Regions from separate parts of the Oryctolagus cuniculus genome. Here region 2 is linked to region 1. The links are chromatin contacts, called in public Micro-C maps. All regions are on one chromosome and are shown on one strand. The core of a region is the stretch at or near the end of the contact, and the rest is flanking DNA. Distances in the headings are between cores, read along the strand shown.

Region 1 (4,036 bases), core at 1,025-3,524:
TGGGACACCCATGTGTTCGTCAAGTCCCAGCTCTACTTCCAATCCCAGGGGATGATGGCTCAAGGATTTGGGTCCCTGTCATCCACATGAGACCTCAATTGAGTTTTAGGCTCCTGGCTTTGGCCTGGCCCAGCCCCAGCTACAGTGGGCATTTTGGAAATGAACTAGCAAATGGACGATCTCTGTCTCTATGGTTTTTTTTCTGCCTTTCAAATAAAAATAAATAAATGAATTTAAAACAAGACTAAAGGGCAGGTGTTTGCTGTAGTAGGTAAGACCCTGCTTGCAGGGCAGGTATTGTGTGCTACAGCAGGTTAAGTCACTGCTTGAGACATCTGCATCCTGTATCAGAGCACCAGTTTGAGTCCCAAATACTCCCCTTCCAATAACAGCCCTTTGCAACATGCCTGGAAAGCAGCAGATGATGGCTCAAGTGCTTGAGTTCTTGCCACCCACATGAGAGACCTGGATGAAGTTCTTGGCTCCTGGATTCAGTGGTGGCCCAGCCCCAGCCCCTGCTTTTGTGACATTTAGGGAGTGAACGAGTGGATTCAGAAGATCTTTCTGTCAGTCTGCCTTTCAAATAAATAAATGAATCTCTAAAGAAAGAAAGAAAAAGACAAGACCAGCTTGGAATGCCTGGGTTTGAGTCCTGGCTCCACTCTTCATTCCAGCTTCCTGATAACTGCACATTTTGGTAGGTTGCAGGTGATGGCTTGAGTACTTGGACCCCTACCATGCACTTGAGTCCATTCTCCAAATGCCCACAATAGTCAGGACTGGACCACACCAAAGCCAGGGGCCAGGAGCTCTATCCAAGGTGCCCACACGGGTCTCAAAGACCCAAGTACTTGAGCCATCATCTACTGCCTCCCAAGATACGCAACAGCAAGGTGGACTGGAAGCAGGGGCGAGACTCAAACACAGGCACTCCAGTATGGCACACACATGTCTCAAGCGGCAGCTTAAGCTACTGCAGGACAGCACAGTGCAAATTCTCCATTGCATTCTACAGGATCTCTGTGAGAAGTCGTGATGAAAGTACTCTCTCAGCTTGGGAAAAAAAAATGCCCTCACTTTAGATGTTCTCTTCTCAATCCCTTTTTACCTGTACCCTACTTTTTAATTCATCACAGAAAATAGTATTATAAAGGACTCTCCCACACAAATCTTTGTATTCAATGCAAGTTAGTATAAAATGTCACCATTAATCATGTCTATATTTTAATCTAATCCCTAACTCTCCAAATTCCTCAGGAGCACAAAGATTTTATTTCTAATGTTCTTCACAGTGCCTAACAGATGGTCAATAAATGGTACAGACCCCTACTCCCAAGCTAATCCCATCATTCACAAGCCCTTGGGCAAATTAATTCCCATAAGCCCCTGTTTACTCAAATACTAAGTGTCAAGCAATGTAGAAGGTGCTGATACAAACAGCAGAGAACAAAATACAATCACCCTGGCTGTAACAAGGGCCTACATTCCACGAAAACTCCATCACAGGCCAGAAAGAGTAAGCAATTTGAAAACCAAAGCAATAAACGGAAGAATCTTTATTTTCAGATGAAATGTGTGCCCAAGCGCTGTACTAACAAAAGTGTATTCAAGTTCAACCTAATTCCCTCTGAGATGTTAAAAAAAAAAAAAAAGTTTCCAACAGCAGCCTTTGCTACTGACCCAATGCTCCATAATAACGGCTGGTGGGAGTGGGGGCGGGGAGAGCTGGCGTGCAGAAAGGGAGGCAGGCAGAATGACTGCTCAATGAGCAGGCAGCAGAATCCAATCTTCTTAAAGGATTCCCTACTCTACGCTCTCCTTTGCTGCAACCCGAGTGCTCCCAGGAGCCCCCCTCCTCCTGTTTTTACTCTCGCTCTCTCTCTCACCGGCCTCCTCCCTCACCTTGTTCTGTCCAAACTCCTCACCCCAGAGCTGCTCTCCCCAGCCTGTCCCCGTCCCGCCCCCGCCCTTTTCCTCTCAACAATCTCATTCCAATCCGTTCTCTCCCGAACCGTGTGCTTCTCTCAGCATCCTTCCCGCTGGACCCTTCACCCTGTTCCTCCCCTCGGACTCAGCCCCGGCCCCAGCCGCTCCGACGGGAAGACACCCTCCCCGGGCCCGGGGCCACTACTCACCTCACAAACTTCAGCCCCTGAGACGGAGCCCGAACGTTACACCGGAACCGGAAACCTTCTGACCGCCCTACGGCCTGCCGTCGCTACCGCCACGGCCGCCGCCACGCTGCGGTCCCCTGACACGTGACCAGGGAGGGGGCGGGCCGTCGATTTGCGCAGCCGCAGTTGCCGCTCTGGCGACAGCGGAGCGCATGCGTGGCACAGCCCTAAGGTTTCCCCGTCCAAGTTGCTGCTGGCCTTCGGTTTCTACAGGGAAAAAAGATTACGAAGTTGGCGTAACTTTAGGTGGTTTTCAGTTTAAAAAAAAACGCAAACAAAACAATTTTTAGTTTTCTTCGTGTGGCGGATAAACGCTCTAAAGTTACAGGACTAAAAGGAGGACTTGTTTGTGCGTGCTGAAACGTGGCCTTTCTGGTAGAAAGTAAACCCTCTCGGAGTCCTGATCATCAGCTTTAGTCGCCCCCCAGCCTTTTCTAAGTTAACAGTGGGACCGGAGGTCATTCAGGAACAAGACAAGGGTAGGAAGACTCAAGCAAGTAGCTTCTAATACCTTTTTATTGTTAGATTCATTCATTGACGGAACAAATCTTTATCAACTGCCTACTAATGTGTGCTGGCCACTTGAGAGTATTGCTTTAGTGATTGTCGCGAATGCCTGCTGTCACGCAGCTCGACAGGGCTTAAGGGCGAGGTGTCGGAGCACAGGGAGGAAGGAACACATGGACACAAGATTGTCTTTCCAATGAAAGGTTTTTATTGCCCACACAATTTCACACTAGGGCTTGACCACTCTGCATACCAATCTACATTGTTATATTCAGTACTCCACAGATCATAACACACACCTAGCAGTCTCAAAGGCAATCCAACTATAATAATATAAGCACATAACATTATTCTTAATCACAGGGTCAAGGCACATGCCTTCATATTACACACGGCTAATATCATTATAAGTGCTGCGTCCTCAAGGGTCGTATCACGGTCACCAAAAGTCAAAGTCCAAAGTCCAGAGTTCAAAGTCTTCGTTACCACTCGGAGAGATGGATCTCAGGACAGTCAGTTACAGGCAGGAAGTTTGGGGATGGCTGTCACTCTGGGCAGTAGGTTCAGAGGGCAAGGCAAGGAGTTGGAGAGGTCCCCTGCTGAGAGGTCTGGTGTTGGTCTGGCAGCAGCCAATAACGGGTCCGGGTGAGGCGGCCAGGCAGCGGCTCCGCTGGAGTTTGGTCCCGTAATCGCCTTGCGTCACTTAGCAAGGGTGCTAGCAAGCTGGCTCTTCAGCTCCAGATGTGTGGAGATCCAGAGGTTCACACACATCGGGCCATGATCCTCGAGAGCGGTGGAAAAGGCTCTCCTTTATCCTTGCCACTCTGAAGGGGGAGTCTCCAGTAGGGGTCCGGGTGTCACCAATCAGTTGTGCTCCCTCTTGGAGTTTCCCGGGGTGCCACCCATCCGTTGTTTGGGACAGGGCGTATCTGGAGTATTCCTTGGGTGCGGTCACTCACAATGTGAGTAGGAAGGAAACTTGAGGTTATCGTCCGTAGCACACGTTATCAGGCTGCCCAGGGATGTCTGTTCAGTCTGATGAGGAGCATCTTTCTGGCAAGCCCTGAGCTTGACATAAGTGATGTCATCATTTTCTGGCTTAGCATAAGTAACTCCATTTTTATTTCTTGCTTTTACTTCTTTGTGGACAGCAGTGAGCTATAACCATAACTCTTTTTAGGGGTTACCAGTGGATTTCTCCATGGTCCACCTCCTTTTGATCAATGGGTAAGCGGTGATCTGTGATTTTTGGGACTCCTGTGGGATTCCCCACAGTGATTAAGAGAACAGACTTTAAAATCCACCTGGATTTGTAGTCCAAATCTACTCAATGGTTGTGAGACATTAGGGGACTT
Region 2 (4,036 bases), core at 467-2,966, 240 kb after region 1:
AGCTGGGACATGGGAAGGCTGGATACATGGGGGCAGACCAAGCCAGCTAAAGGATGATTCTGATTGCTGGGCTACTAAATAGAGCCTTTTTTTTTTTTTTTACAGATAGTTAGAAAGATCTTCCTTCCTCTCCTTCACTCCCCAAATGGCCGCTACGGCTGGAACTACACCAATCCGAAGCCAGGAGCCAGGTGCTTCCTCCTTGTCTCCCATGTGGGTGCAGGTCCCAAACACTTGGGCCATCCTCCACTGCTTTCCCGGGCCACAGCAGAGAGCTGGAGTGGAAGAGGAGCAACAGGGACTAGAACCCGGCGCCCATATGGGATGCTGGCGCGCAAGCGGAGGATTAACCAAGTGAGCCATGGCGCCGGCCCCTAAACAGAGCTTTAATCATTTAAGTTAAAAATGAGCCACTACGGATTCCTGGGCACAGATGTGAATAAATGGTGAAGTTCCAATACTGTGATGGCTGTACGTAAGATAAGGTGGGAATAACGTTCAGTGACAGGCATAAAGTGATGTGCTTGTCAGAGTAGGTAGTGGTGTTGGGAGTAGCTGTGAACCCAAAAGACATCCTGAAGAAAGAACTGGCTGACAGGGGTAAAATGAGACACGGAAAAGAAAAGAATAAAGGTTAAAACTGATAATTATGATGCCACAAATGATGATCAGACACATTTATTTGGCCTTTTAGTGCTTTCAGATCCGAGTGTCCTGCATGTGCCTGGGCAGATGGCAGTTCAGTATATGTAGTACCTTTGTAGGTCGAAGAAAACAAATCGCCTTCAAGTGCTTCATGATCTCTCGATTCTGAGAATCAATGCGTTCAAAGAGGTACACTTCCTTCTGAAGAATCTCGGACTGAGTGTATACCATACTCACTATACCAGTCTGTGAAGAAAATGAATGAAGATTACGCCAGTCCAGAATACTAAAAACAAACGGCCATCGCGAAGCCTTTTCATTAATACCAGCTGGCTAAATGAAACTCTAAAACACGAAATAACCTTTACTGTACCTGCAAAACAGGAAGTAATGTATCAAAGTAAAAAAAAAAAAAAAGGGCGCTCTGTGAATATGAGCAATTCGTAAATTTCTCAAAATAAATTCTCCATCACCTGAAAGAGCTGTTTCTTTCCACAGTGTGTGACCAACAAATAACCTGTCACGTCAGCTTGAGCCCTGGCAGCTTCACTTTAATAACACAACACTGAGCTGAAGGAACGCGACCACCCCGCAGTCTGCCAAGGGCTGTCTCGCCTAGTAATGATTTCTTAGCAGAGACATTGTGCTGCGCCCAAGAAGTCGTCTCCGGGGAGTGGTGAGCGCCATGGAGACTGAAAACTCACCGGGCAAGCTTTATACAACTTTTCAGTCCCACACAAAGCTGACCTGCGTTTGCAAACCTTTAATGGACTAGTACATGCTACAGTGGCATGGACCAGCCACTGTAAGGGAGGCAGGGAGGGAGGCTTCCCGCACGAACCCGGAGCAAAAGCAAACTCACCGTCTCTTTATCCATGAGGAGCACTTTCATCCCGGGCCCGCTGTCCTCGATCATTTTGGAAATGTACTGCTTCACCGCAAAAACCACGTTCATGGTGGCGAGTGACAGGTGCCCTCGAGCCCTTCCCGCCCCCTTTTTCTTGCTAACTTAACCCCTGGCCTGTTGGCTGGGTCTCAGCCGCTTCCTCCCGGCCGCGCTCCGGCTTCCGGCACTCCGGGCAGCGTCGGTGCCGGGAGTTGTAGTTCCGCCGCGGAGTCCGGCGTGAGCGGGAGACCCGGCCTCGCCGCGGGTTGGAGAAGTCGGCCGCCGGGACTGGCCGTGCGCCGCGGCGGGCGTGGCCGTGCGCCCATCGCCGCCGGGACGTCCGAGGCCTGCGCTCAGCCTTCTCCCAGCCTTTGGTCTCGGCGGCCTGGCGGCGGCCAGAAACCCTCCGTGCTGGCCTGGGGCAGGGACGACGGCGCGTGGCCGTGGTCACACTCTTTGCTCCCCTTTACTTTGGTCGGGCGTGGGGTGGGAAAGGCCAGTGAGGGATGAAGGGCAGGAAAGGTGGCGAAATGCTCCTGGCCGCTCGGGACCGCTTTGATACATCGCACGCAGTATTTGCCTCATCTTCTTCGGCTTCATGGGATCTTTAAGGCGGAGACAGCTCCCCTGTGTTGGGGCGCCAGCGCCCTCCGGGCCAGACTGTGGGGCACCCGCGGCACTGACGCTGCAGGCAGGAGCCCGCTGTACGGATCCCATGCAATTAAAACAAACTAGCCTGGAGATTTTAAGGGAGACCCACACATTTCTGTTATAGAAACTTGACAAAAATCTAGCAACAAAAGTAATCTTGAGATCACCAGTTTCAGAATGACGGCATTTGTGCTTGCAACACACAGGTCTCCATGATGTCATTTCTTCACACTTTTATTTTGGGGGGTTGTAAAATCAAGAAGATAACAAAGAACAATTCTAGAGATCAGTGACTCTAAGAGCCTGCAAGTATTTCCACCAAAATAGTGAACATCGTTTGTGGGATCAGCTTAATCGGTAGGTTCAGCTTTATCCAATAAATTATTATATTTTAAGTCATGTACAGTCAAAACAGCACCTTTATCTTAATCTGGCAAAAATACACAACATTATATGCAGCTCCCAGGTCCTTTTGAAGCCATTTGAAATACCAGAGATTTTTGTCACCTCTGAAATCGCAAAGAATGTGATTTTTTTTGTCCTTTTCAGTTTGTCTAACACTTACTTTTGAAGAAAAATTATACCTTAAAGTGAAAAGTGTATCTTTGAGTGCATACAAACAAGAAAACTTTGTTATTTGAAAATTCTAATCAATGTAAAGCATTCATGTTATAGAAAACATTGAAACAATGCTAATAGAGAAAGTCATATGCAAATCCTGTAAAATACCAAGATTTGAAAATTCACCTCCAGTCTCACATGTCACTTGATTTTTGTTTTCCTTACCCACAATTCGAACTACAATGTAGTTTGCCATAATTTTTTTCCCATTTTCTAAGAAAGAATAAGGAGAAAAATGCTGATCCATGAAACGTATTCTTTTATGGACAGTAGTTAATTTATAAGTAATAAATGGAAAGAAACTGCATCCTTCCTTTTGGTTATTTATGCTTTGACAGTTATAAGGTTTTTTCTTAAGATTTATTTATTTGAAAGGTTGAGGTAGGGCTAGGGAGAGAGGTAGAGGTAGGGCAGGGAAGAGGGAGAATAAGAGGGAGTTAGGAAATACGGTTTTTACATTTGTTTCTTAGACTTGTAAGTATGTATGTAAATTAAATAATCACGAATGATTATCCAAGTAATTATATATACATTAGCATCTTCCAAAGTGTTTATTATTTCGAGATTTAACTCCCAATGTTAAAGTCCTGTTTTCCTCCATCAGAACTCAAGGTTTCAAGACAAAACAAAGCATGAGTAAATAAGTTTCAGTATAGCTATAATAAAATATACCGTGCTTGTATCATGGCTACCAACCAGCTATTGAATTCTGTACAGTGTTCTCACAGCAATGGTTCTGAGTTAATAATTTTGATTACAGATTAAGCTTGCCATTTGTAGCATTTTGAATTGACCAAAGAAGCTGGATTTCTGTATGAGAACTGCCCTACAAACAAGAAACCATTCCTGTCCACGGAGACCACTGGTAATGTACTCAGAGAGCCAAATAACTGAAGTTGGTTCAATACGATCTTCGTATTCCTGAGGGTGAAATGATCTAGTCAGAGTAAAATTTTGGTTCCATTGACTTTGGCTCATGAATATAATTTCCCTTCCACGTTTTAACTCGTTCAAGACCATAGGATGGGTTAGCAGCTTTTCCACTGTGGACCGTGTGGTTTTGTAAGCTACTCTGAAATGGAGTATAAAATAGAATGTGTTTTTGTTTAAAAGATGTTCTTAGCCCACACAGGTAGAAAAGACCAGTTGTGCAGAGAAAGAAATATTTTTGGGGCAAAAAATTAAATAAGATAATTCACTGACGATGAAACCGGTGACTAGTAAATGTGTGAC

Evidence for each region. Hi-C and Micro-C count contacts between places; a contact is called where the count stands out from the background.
Region 2: a contact with region 1 is called in a Micro-C map of ear pinna, with 3 times the contacts expected there. The contact joins the promoter of VPS45 here to the promoter of PRPF3 in region 1. A contact is called at or near these places in 4 of 6 Hi-C or Micro-C datasets (ear pinna, embryonic fibroblasts, skin fibroblasts and 1 more).

What each region holds. Positions count from the first base shown.
Region 1 is chr7:47,655,170-47,659,205 of mOryCun1.1, forward strand. It overlaps PRPF3 (pre-mRNA processing factor 3), which reads right to left and starts at 2,275. Exons shown (of 16, transcript XM_051857310.2): 1 at 2,136-2,275.
Region 2 is chr7:47,892,604-47,896,639 of mOryCun1.1, forward strand. VPS45 (vacuolar protein sorting 45 homolog) reads right to left here and starts at 1,717. Exons shown (of 15, transcript XM_051858711.2): 1 at 1,508-1,717; 2 at 757-891. The coding sequence starts at 1,600.